2 separate regions of the Ovis aries genome follow, and region 2 is linked to region 1. The links are chromatin contacts, called in public Hi-C maps. All regions are on one chromosome and are shown on one strand. The core of a region is the stretch at or near the end of the contact, and the rest is flanking DNA. Distances in the headings are between cores, read along the strand shown.

The links. A called contact is a pair of places that touch in the nucleus more often than the background predicts.
Region 2: a Hi-C map of liver shows a contact between it and region 1, with 6 times the contacts expected there. The contact joins the promoter of KCNK17 here to the enhancer-like site in region 1. A contact is called at or near these places in 12 of 16 Hi-C or Micro-C datasets (blood, hypothalamus, liver and 6 more).

What each region holds. Positions count from the first base shown.
Region 1 is chr20:13,033,141-13,038,025 of ARS-UI_Ramb_v3.0, reverse strand. No RefSeq gene overlaps it. Among named protein-coding and RNA genes, the nearest start is that of SAYSD1, 45 kb to the right of the region's middle. Within about 2 kb of position 2,880, at least 4 of the 54 cell types and tissues checked have an H3K27ac peak or open chromatin away from gene starts, as enhancers often do. A contact at or near this core is called in liver, where this site is marked.
Region 2 is chr20:13,184,671-13,189,555 of ARS-UI_Ramb_v3.0, reverse strand. KCNK17 (potassium two pore domain channel subfamily K member 17) reads left to right here and starts at 2,175. Exons shown (of 5, transcript XM_027958491.3): 1 at 2,175-2,539. The coding sequence starts at 2,261. KCNK16 (potassium two pore domain channel subfamily K member 16) reads left to right here. Exons shown (of 5, transcript XM_004019206.6): 5 at 1-459. The coding sequence ends at 79.

The sequences.
Region 1 (4,885 bases), core at 1,631-4,130:
CAATTCTCCTCTGACCATTCATATCCTGCTGAATGGTATATCCAACCAACGTTACTTCATGACCATTCCTACTGAAGATGCGCTGGCAGATGGAAATACATCCTGAAGGGCATAATATGTACACAGGACCTGAAATGCTAGGTGGTTTATGATATATGCCAGGTCATAAGGACTTGGGATTTCAAAAAAGGAAAGATAAATACTCTGAGAGATAATCAGGCAAAGCTTCCTTCAAGAGAAAAATGCCAGTCATAGCCCAAAAAGATTTCATGAAATTAAAGAGAATGATTGTGTGTGTGTGTGTGTGTGTGTGTGTGTGTTAGAGGTGGGTGGGCAGAGGGCATCTAGGAACACCACTTTTGGGTCATGAAGAGAGCTTAGTGAACTCCTTGGTGACTAGTAATGTTTCTTTCTTTACCTGTGTAATAGTTAGCTGGCTTAGTAAATAATTCTTGTTTTGTTATTCAGATAAAAGAGACTATACTGTCTCAGAGTTTAAGAAACTCAGGGAGAAAAAAATGCCAGGCATAAATACAGAAGATTTTGTGAAATTAAAGAGAAAGGTAATATAGTTCAGTTCAGTTCAGTCGCTCAGTCGTGTCCAACTCTTTGCAACCCCATGAACCACAGCACACCTGGCCTTCCTGTCCATCACCAACTCCTGGAGTTTACCTAAACTCATGTCCATTGAGTTGGTGATGCCATCTAACCATCTCATCCTCTGTCGTCCCCTTCTCCTCTTGCCTTCAATCTTTCCCAACATCAGGGTCTTTTCAAATGAGTCAGCTCTTCACATCAGGTGGCCAAAATATGAGAGTTTCAGTTTCAACATCAGTCCTTCCAATGAACACCCAGGACTGATTTCCTTTAGGATGGACTGGTTGGATCTCCTTGCAGTCCAAGGGACTCTCAAGAGTCTTCTCCAACACCACAGTTCAAAAGCATCAATTCTTCTGCGCTCAGCTTTCTTTATAGTCCAACTCTCACATCCATACATGACTACTGGAAAAACCGTATAAGTAATCGCTAATTGACTCTGAAAGGAAAAATGGTCAAAAGAGTTTCAGGAATGAGAATCTAGCCCCAGGATAGTCAGTTTTGCTGCAGGAAGTAAAAGAGTAAAAGGTAAAGACCCTAATGTGTCTTCTTTGTCTTTGTACCACCAATACCCAGAACAGCAGTAGGCACTTGAGAAGTGAGCGTTTGACTCTCTGTATTTATTCTTGAGTTATCAAAAAAGTTGAATGGAAAATTACTGATTTCATTTCGGAACCCAGAAATATGTACACCCAAGCTGACCGGAAGAAGAGCCATATGACTACCGCACTACCACGTTATGGCAATAGTGATAAATTACAGGCTAAACTTCCACAAAGATGTACCCTCTTGAATGCCAAAACATCCTGACAAAGATTGTGCTAGTGCTTCCCTGCCAGTGTCTCCCCTTCTCCCCAAGGTCTCAGCTAGCAGGACTCCCACTAAAGCTTCCGAGATAGGCCATTTCCAAGCTGTTCCTCATAACGCAATGGAGGTCTGCAAACTCATTAAAATGCAAAACGGACAGCAGTACTCTCTATCATTTAAGTGTTTAGGGTTCTGTCTAAGATGACTTCCCTTCCAAGCTCTAAAACAGGTGTTTTAAACTTGGGATCCAAGTTAGGGCTTCAGGGGATGCATAAATCCTTTGAAATTGTTTGACAAAGGGTGTAAGTACATGCATACGTGTGTCTTTTCTGAAGAGGGGCTCCATATCGTTTGACCAGATTTTCAGCAAGATCTGTGACTCCAGAAAGATTACAGCACCCATTCTCTGGGGTGACATAGGCCAAGGCAACCTCTCTATGTGTTTTTAATTTAATTTATTGATTTATTATTTTCGGCTGCACTGGGTCCTTGTTACTGCGAGCAGGCTTCCTCTAGTTGTGGCGAGCTGGGGCTGCTCTTCGTTGCAGTGCAGAGGCTTCTCGTTGCAGTGGCTTCTCCTGCTGCTGAGGAGGACCGGCTCCAGGGTGAGAGGGCTCAGTAGCTGAGGTTCCTGGGCTTAGCTGCTCTGTGGCACGTGGACTCTTCCCGGACCAGGGATTGAACTCACGTTGCCTGCATTGGCAGGCAGAGGCTTAGCCACTAGACCACCAGGGTAGTCTCTAAGATGATCTTAAAAGGAGGACAGGGACTTGTCTAAATAAATGAGACAGAGAAACAAGATGCTATTGAACTGCTCAGCATAAAGATTTGATCCCACTCCCTCTTCTCCAACTCTCTGCTCTTGACTCTCCCACCCCACCCCCTCCTTTCCACCACCCACGGTGAAGAGTAAAGAGGGGTTCAAACTTCCAGGTTTATAGAAGAAAGGAAGAATTTTATAGCAGTGGGGGCCAGGGGTGGGGGAAGGGGATAGATTAACCGGAATTAGCTTGAGGCAAAGGAATCAGGCCATTCAAGATAACAACAATTTTTTTTTTTTTTCCAATCCCCTTATTTGTCTCCAGATCAGGTGCCTGAGCTCTGCACAGGAAGTTGATAAATGATTTAGTTCTGCTTTCCGCTTGGGGAAAGCGCCTGCTTTATCTCTGTGATTGCTTCTTTATTTGGCAACTCACAAACTTATCTGTTTTCCCTAATAAAATTGCCTGGCCCCTCTCCATAATGTCAGCAGGGCTCTCTGCTTTTCTCTGGACTTTAATATTGTTTAAACTTCAAACTAATTGGACTTTCACTTTGCTTTATTTTCCCATGCTAGACCTAGCCATTGGTGGTTTGGGTTTTGATTGTTTTGCTCCTTCACGAAGTTTCACATGTGAGGCTCCCAAGGATATCTGTATTGCACCTTTTCCCCCCACCCTTTCTTTCCTTGTGTAAACATCTGTCTTCCTCCCATCCTGGGACAGACACAGCTCTGGATGAGGCAGGATTTACAGAGGTAAATAAGGCTCAGGCTGTGTCCTCAGGGACCAGCTTTGCATTTCCTTAGCGAGAGTCGCCAGTGAGAATCATGCCGGACAAGGGTGCCCAGGCTAGGAGCCAGCGGGGCTGAACTCCATCTGCCACTCTGCTTTGCCAAGCCATGCACCCTGGAGCAGAGCTTGTCGACCACAGGGAGGAAATGCAAAAGGGTACCATATGGGTCAGAAGCAGCCCTTCCCCTAGTGTATAGTTGCTGCTTGCTGGCATGAAGTATATTACCGTCCTGGACACCTACTTAGAAGTCCAGAAACTCAGATTTGGTCTTTCTCTCTGAGTTTCAAATTCTTCACCTGTATAATGAGCGTGTTGGACTCAAGGATCTGTGAGGGCCTTTTTGCTTTGAGCACTAATACTAGCAGTTGTCAGATTTAACTAAAGTAGCTCCATCCATCCATCCACCCATCTATCCACTCCATCTATTTTAAGAATATGAGCATCCGGGGGAGGGATGGGGTTAAGGCATTGCAGAACAGAGATGTGACCTGGTGAGACCTTTTCCACAGAGTGTACCCTCTTGATCTCGAGGGTACACTTCGCCTGCCTTTGACGATGATCCTTTCCCTCCCACTGGCAGCCAAGGTATTTATTAATCCATGTCCCACTCCAGTGAGCAACCATCATGTCATTATAGATGAAATCAATACGCTCAGCACCTGCAGTCAGCCACGCAGCGTGGAGAGGCTGGAGTGTGCGTGGGTTGATCCACTTGCTGCATTGACATAAAATACCACTGCAGCCATGAAAGCTAATGAACTTCTCTATCCCAGCCCCTGACCCTATAAGGGGTGGTGGGTGGTTTTACAATCAAAGAACCAGCAGCCTGAATGAGAGACAACAAACAATGATAAGTATTGAATCAAATTGACTTTGGGTGCCTGGAGAGGGCATAGAGCCACAGCCGAACAGCAGGGTGCAGGTGGGATGCAGAGACGTGAAGTGAGAGATTTCTCATAGGGGAGGGGTCATTCTTCTGGAGGCCCCATCCTGGGTAATAAAGCAGGCTGGCCAGGGGGTTTCTGCTCTGTTGGAACCCCTTGCTTCCATCTGACTCATTAATTTTGTCTTTTAAACCTAGCCCTCTGCCAAAGAGGATTTGCAATGGCTAGCGATAAAAGTACTGTTAGTCAATCAGTCATGTTCCACTTTTTACGATCCCACCAGGCTCCTCTGTCCATGCAAGAATACTGGAGTGGGTTGCCATTCCCTTCTCCAGGGGATCTTCCTGACTCAAGGAATGAATCTCGGTCTCCCATATTGCAGGCAGACTCTTAACCATCTGAGTCACCAGGGAATAAACTTAAAATGAACCAGAAAGCTGTAAAGCCCCACAGCAGGGAGTCCTCATTCATTCAATGTTCTGCTCTCTGAAATTAACAATTCTCTACATCACACCCAGCTGTGTGCTGGATACGCAGGGTGTTTTTGTTGGTTGGTTGTGTTTTATTTTTATTTATTTTTCCTTGCGCTGGGTCTGTTGCTGTGTGCAGGCTTTCTCTAGCTGTGGTGTGTGCGCTTCTCACTGCAGTGGCTTCCCTTGTTGGAGAGCACAGGCTCTAGATCACGTGGCCTCAGTAGTGGTGATGCACGGGCTTAACTGCCCTGCGCCATGTGGGATCTTCCTGGACCAGGACCAGGGCCTGGACCTATGTCCCCTGCACTGGCAGACAGACTCTTAGCCACTGGACCCCCAGCAAAGTCCTGGATATTCGGTTTGATCCATATAGCAGTTTACAAGGGGATTGAGGTTCAAGATGTTTATTGAGAAATTGAGTCCCAGACATCAGATGTGGGGACACAGAATGGGCTAAGAGAGAAAACAAGCCCTGGTGACTCAGACAGTAAAGAATCCACTTGCAATGCAGGAGACCGAGGTTCAGTCCCTGGGTCAGGAAGAGCTACCGCACACGGGAATGGCTACCCA
Region 2 (4,885 bases), core at 926-3,425, 150 kb before region 1:
AGGCCTTGGTCTCAAGGAAGGGGGAGCCCCCGAGACCAGTGGGCTCCCTAGACCTCAGAAGATTCCCATCTCTGCATGAGCCCTGCCCCCAAACCGTGGCCGCAGAAGCCCCTCACAGCATCCTTTGTCCACCCCAGAGGCCCCCTGGATTTCCTGCCACACCTCCTCCTCAGCCAGCCCACTCACTTCCCAGCCAGAACTGGTCTCAGGAGCTCTCCAGAGAGAGAAAGGAGACAGGAGGGCTCAAGAAAGTGACAGAAAGGAGACAGAACGGGAGACGGATGTGTGCTGTGATTCCCAAGCCCCTCCACCTGCGGGGACGTCCCTGGTGGTCCAGCGGTTAAGGCTCCACTCTTCCAATGGGTGTGGGTTTGATCCCTGGTTGGGGAACCAAGATCCCACATGCTGTGCAGCATGGCCAAAAAATTAAAAAAATTAAAATGACCCAAAAAAGTTGAATCCAGACATGGATCATTATGACCAAATCTCCATCGCACTTCCTGAACTGCCCCCACCCCCTACCCCAGAAGATCTCATACAGGACAGCAAACAAAGGCTGTATCTGAGGCTGTATCTGTGCCTCATTTGATACGTGTGTGAGGCATCATCAGGCCCCCAGTGTGTGTCAGGCGCCGGGCCAGGCTCCAGGGCAGCAGCAGTGACGCTCCTGCCCCCCAGGTGGAAGGACTAGACAAGCAGAGAGGCAACCAAAACCTCATGGCACGGGCAGACCAGGATATGACGCACACCCATGGGACCCACTGGCCCAGGCAGGGACTCTGGAGCCATCATCATGCAAAGAGGATGCCTGCCTTCAGGAAGCTCCAGCTAGAGGGGTGGGCTGGCTGCCTCTAGGTCTGCCAGTTCCCCTTGCCTAGAGGTCTAGAGCTGTCCGTGAACAAGGCTTCAGCACTCCTGGGCGTCCCGCCCACTTTCCTGAGTATGGCCTCCCTTGACTGCCTCATGGCACCCTTTGATCTCATTACCCCTTCTGGGCTCTTACAAGCCCTTCCAAACCCTCCCTGGGAAAACACCAGCCCAGCTGATCCCAGGAGATTTCCAGGAAACGAGCTGTGAGGAGGCCCAGCCTCCTCTGGGAATACCTCATGCAGCCTGGCCTCTCTCCTGCCCGACTGTGACACCTCTGGCCAGAAGGAGAAGAGATTTATACCAGTCCGTCCCAAGCCAGGGGCTTCCCTGGTGGGCGCAGTAGTGGTGAAGAACCCACCTGCCACTGCAGGTAGATGTTAAGAGACATGGATTCAGTCCCTGGGTCAGGAAGATCCCCTGGAGGAGGACATGGCAACCCACTCCAGTAGTCTTGCCTGGAGAATTCCAGGGACAGTGGAGCCTGGCAGGCTACATACAGTCCATAGGGCCACAAAGAGTTGGACACGACTGAAGTGAATTAGCACACACGCACATTACAAAAGGCCCAAACTCACCAAGGACTGCAAACCTCTCTCAGCAAGACAGACTGGGGACCTCTGGACAGGACTGAGGTTAGACCGAGAAGCCGAGGAGGCTCTGGGTGGGACACCCAGGGAAGGATCTACAGCAGCAAGAGACCCGGGCTACACCCAGGACTTGCTGGCATGGAGGAGAAGCCTGAGAAACTGGGAACCCCCAGGACTCTTTATATTGAATCCTTCCTCCATCCCGGGTGGAGGAGGGAATGGGGAAGGGGGCATCTTCAGAAGCAGGGAATGGACAAGCCCACTGGCAGAGACTCCTCTTGCCTCCCAAGTTCACGAGCAATTGGCGATAGATTGCTGGGATCTCAAATCCTTGGGTATATAAGGCAAGGATGGTGATGGGAGAGATCCAGAGAGGGCTTGACAGGCAGCGGGCCCTTGGTGATGATCCCAGGGCCTCAGGGAAATAAACTTGCCTGCCGCTTTCTCCTCCCCCTGAGTGCGGTCTGCAAGAGTTCCTCCCACCGTTTGCTACAGACAGCACTCGGGGAGGCCCTGGGCAGGTCTTTCCCAGCGCCTGCGGTCACCAGCGGCCCTCCCCTTCTCCCTGAGCTAGGCGTGCCTGGGGGGTGGGCACGCCACACGCATTCGAGGCGGGGCCAGATGCCCACAGCTTACCCTCTTTTTGTCCCGGGATTGGATCCCAGTGCGGGGTGGGGCAGAGCTGTCCCATTCCGCAGCACACACCTCCTCTGCTGAGAAAACGGGGCAGAGGCGCGCGTTGGCCAGAGAAGAGACCAGCCGAGCTCCTCCCTAGCCCTTCCTCTGCGCCTCGGTCCGGGTCCATGGCTCCCGACTCCCGCCACTCCGCCTCTCCCGCTAAGTGCGGAGGGAGAGCCTGGGATGCGAGCGAGCGCGGGGTCCCGGGCTGCGCGGTGCCGGTGCCGAGCACATTGCTCCTGCTGCTCGCCTACCTGACTTACCTGGTCCTGGGCACCTGCGTGTTTTGGTTGCTGGAGAGCCCCGCGGCGCACGATTCCAGCAAGAGATTCCAGCGCGACAAGTGGGCGCTGCTGCGGAACTTCACGTGTTTGGATGGCCCGGCGCTGGATTCGCTGATCCGGGTGAGGGGAGCGTCTGGGCGGCCCGGGAGCGGGGGCTCTGGCTTAGCGGAGCGCAAGGGCACGGGCGAAAGGGCACGGCCCGGCTCCGATCAGGGCACCGCCGGGAGCACTTCTCCGAAATAAAGTGGAAGGCACGGACGCGCGGACGACTGTGGGCGCGCGTTGCAGGGTGGAGACCAGCGTCCTGGGCTGGATGGACCCCAATGCAAAGACCCCGGCTCGGGCGAGAGAGATGCGCAGCGCGGCGCCATGAGCCCAGGGTTCGGGGCGAGAGGGCTAGACTCTCCAGATCGGGACCCTCCCTGTCTGGAGAGTTTCGTGGCGCACGCATCCAAATCTCGGGGTGAAGGCGATAGGGGGCGCACTGACGGGGTCCAGAGCTGGTGGGGCCCGACCGGGTCCGGGCAGCGTTAGGACAGAGCGGGCTGCTCAGATTGGGAGAAGGCAGGAGGGGTCCACCTGGGAACTCAGGGCACTGTGTTGGGTCGGACAGCGCGCGAAGGGCGAAGGGGCACCCGTGGCCCCTTCCACAGGAGACCCACGTGCGAATTTGAGACCTGGGGGCGGGGACAGCAGAGGGCGCTGGTCTGGTCTGATGATGAGTGAGCTGGCAGCAAGACCGTTGGAGGCTGGGAGGGCTGGGAGGAAAGTGGGTGCAGAGCGCTCTTATCCCCGCTGCCACACACACACACACACACACACACACACACACACACCGCCCCAGGTTAAGTGGAATGGGGCCGAGGTGCAGGAGCCAGGGGCCCGGGGACTTGAGGTGCGCAAAAAGAAAGCAGCAGACACAAGGACGTTCGGTGGCTGAACCCGGGTTTCTCCGAGTCTGAGGGCACGCACCGAGGGCCCGGAGGGTCTGCAGGGGTCGGCGGGTGGGAGGATGCAGAGGTCGTGGAGGGCAGAGACTGCTGAGGGGGTGGGGGAAGACTCAGCGGGGCGAGGGGAGGGGGGCAAGCAGGGGAGGGTTCTTCCAGGCCTCACGATGGGTGAAGGTCTCCTTCGACCCTGGGCTGGACGGAGAGCTGCTCCGATCTGACGCAAGAGTCCATCTCTGGGTCCCTGGCTTGGTCCATGAGCACAGACAGCTGCACCCAAGCCAGACATCCCTGCACTGCAATCCGGGTGCCTTTTCTGGCGAGGAAAGCAGGGCCTGTGTCCCAGAGCTGCCAGCCCAGAGCTGGTCCCCAGAAGGTAGCAGAGAAGTGTGTCTGGTGGCAAGGGCCAAGGGCACTGGAACGGAGGCGAAGTCCTGAGCCCTGGGCCTGGGCGGATGTGTCAGGCCTGGAACCCAGCAGGGGAAGGACTATCTCTGCTAAGAATCTCAGGTGACACCTCCAACCACTATCTCTAAACTTCTACAAATACAGACCGCCTAATCCTGGAGGCTGTGTGACACTCCCCTTGAAAAGGTGGCAAACTTCAATTACGAGCAGCCTGGCCCCCCAAAATGTGACAGTGATGGCAATGGGAATGGTAGGAAATACGTCTATGCAGCTCTTACTGTGTGTCAGGCTCTGTTCCTAGTGTGTGAACTAGCTCCAGCCCCACCTGTCTCACAGGTAGACGTCATTATTATCGTGCCCATTGTAGATATGGGGAAACCGAGGCTCAGAGAGATTTCATACGAAGGCACGGCTTCATAGTCAGGGCGCTGGGGCTCTCAACCACCATGAGGACTGCCTCGGTGCAGATCTGCATACGGGGGTGCTTCCCAAGTCTCCTGGCAGAGCTCTCATCTCTTCCCCTCCACCCACTTCCTGGTCACCTCCACTTCACCTCCTTCCTCAGCCCCCTGTGGCTTCAACCGTCCCCAGGAATACAGATGTGGTGTCTCAAACCCAGATCTCCCCAATGAGGGCAGACATGTTCATGTAACTTCCTGTTGTTGTCGTTCAGTTGCTAAGCTTTGTCCAACTCTTTGTGACCCTGTGGACTGGAGCATGCCAGGCCTCCCTGTCCCTCACCATCTCCCAGAGTTTACCCAGGTTCATGTCCGTTGAGTTGGTGATGCTATTCAACCATCTCATCCTCTCCCGCCCCCTTCTCCTCTTGCACCTTCCTAGCAGCCCTCAAATTCCCCCCAGGCCAAGAGTAAGCAGCTCTGCTCTTCCCTGCTCCGAATCTCTGCCCCCGCATCCACACACCTTCCGAATGCTCTTAGGTGCGTCCCTCACTACCCGCACCAAATAAGGCCAGAGCCCTGGGCTTCTGGGTACCTCCTCTCAGTGCCTCCTGGACACTCTGTGCCGGGAGGCAGGCCAGGCCCTCTCTGTCACTCACCCCTGCAGGACTCTCTCCTCTCCGGATCTGCCAGCATCTTCTGTGCTGCCAGCT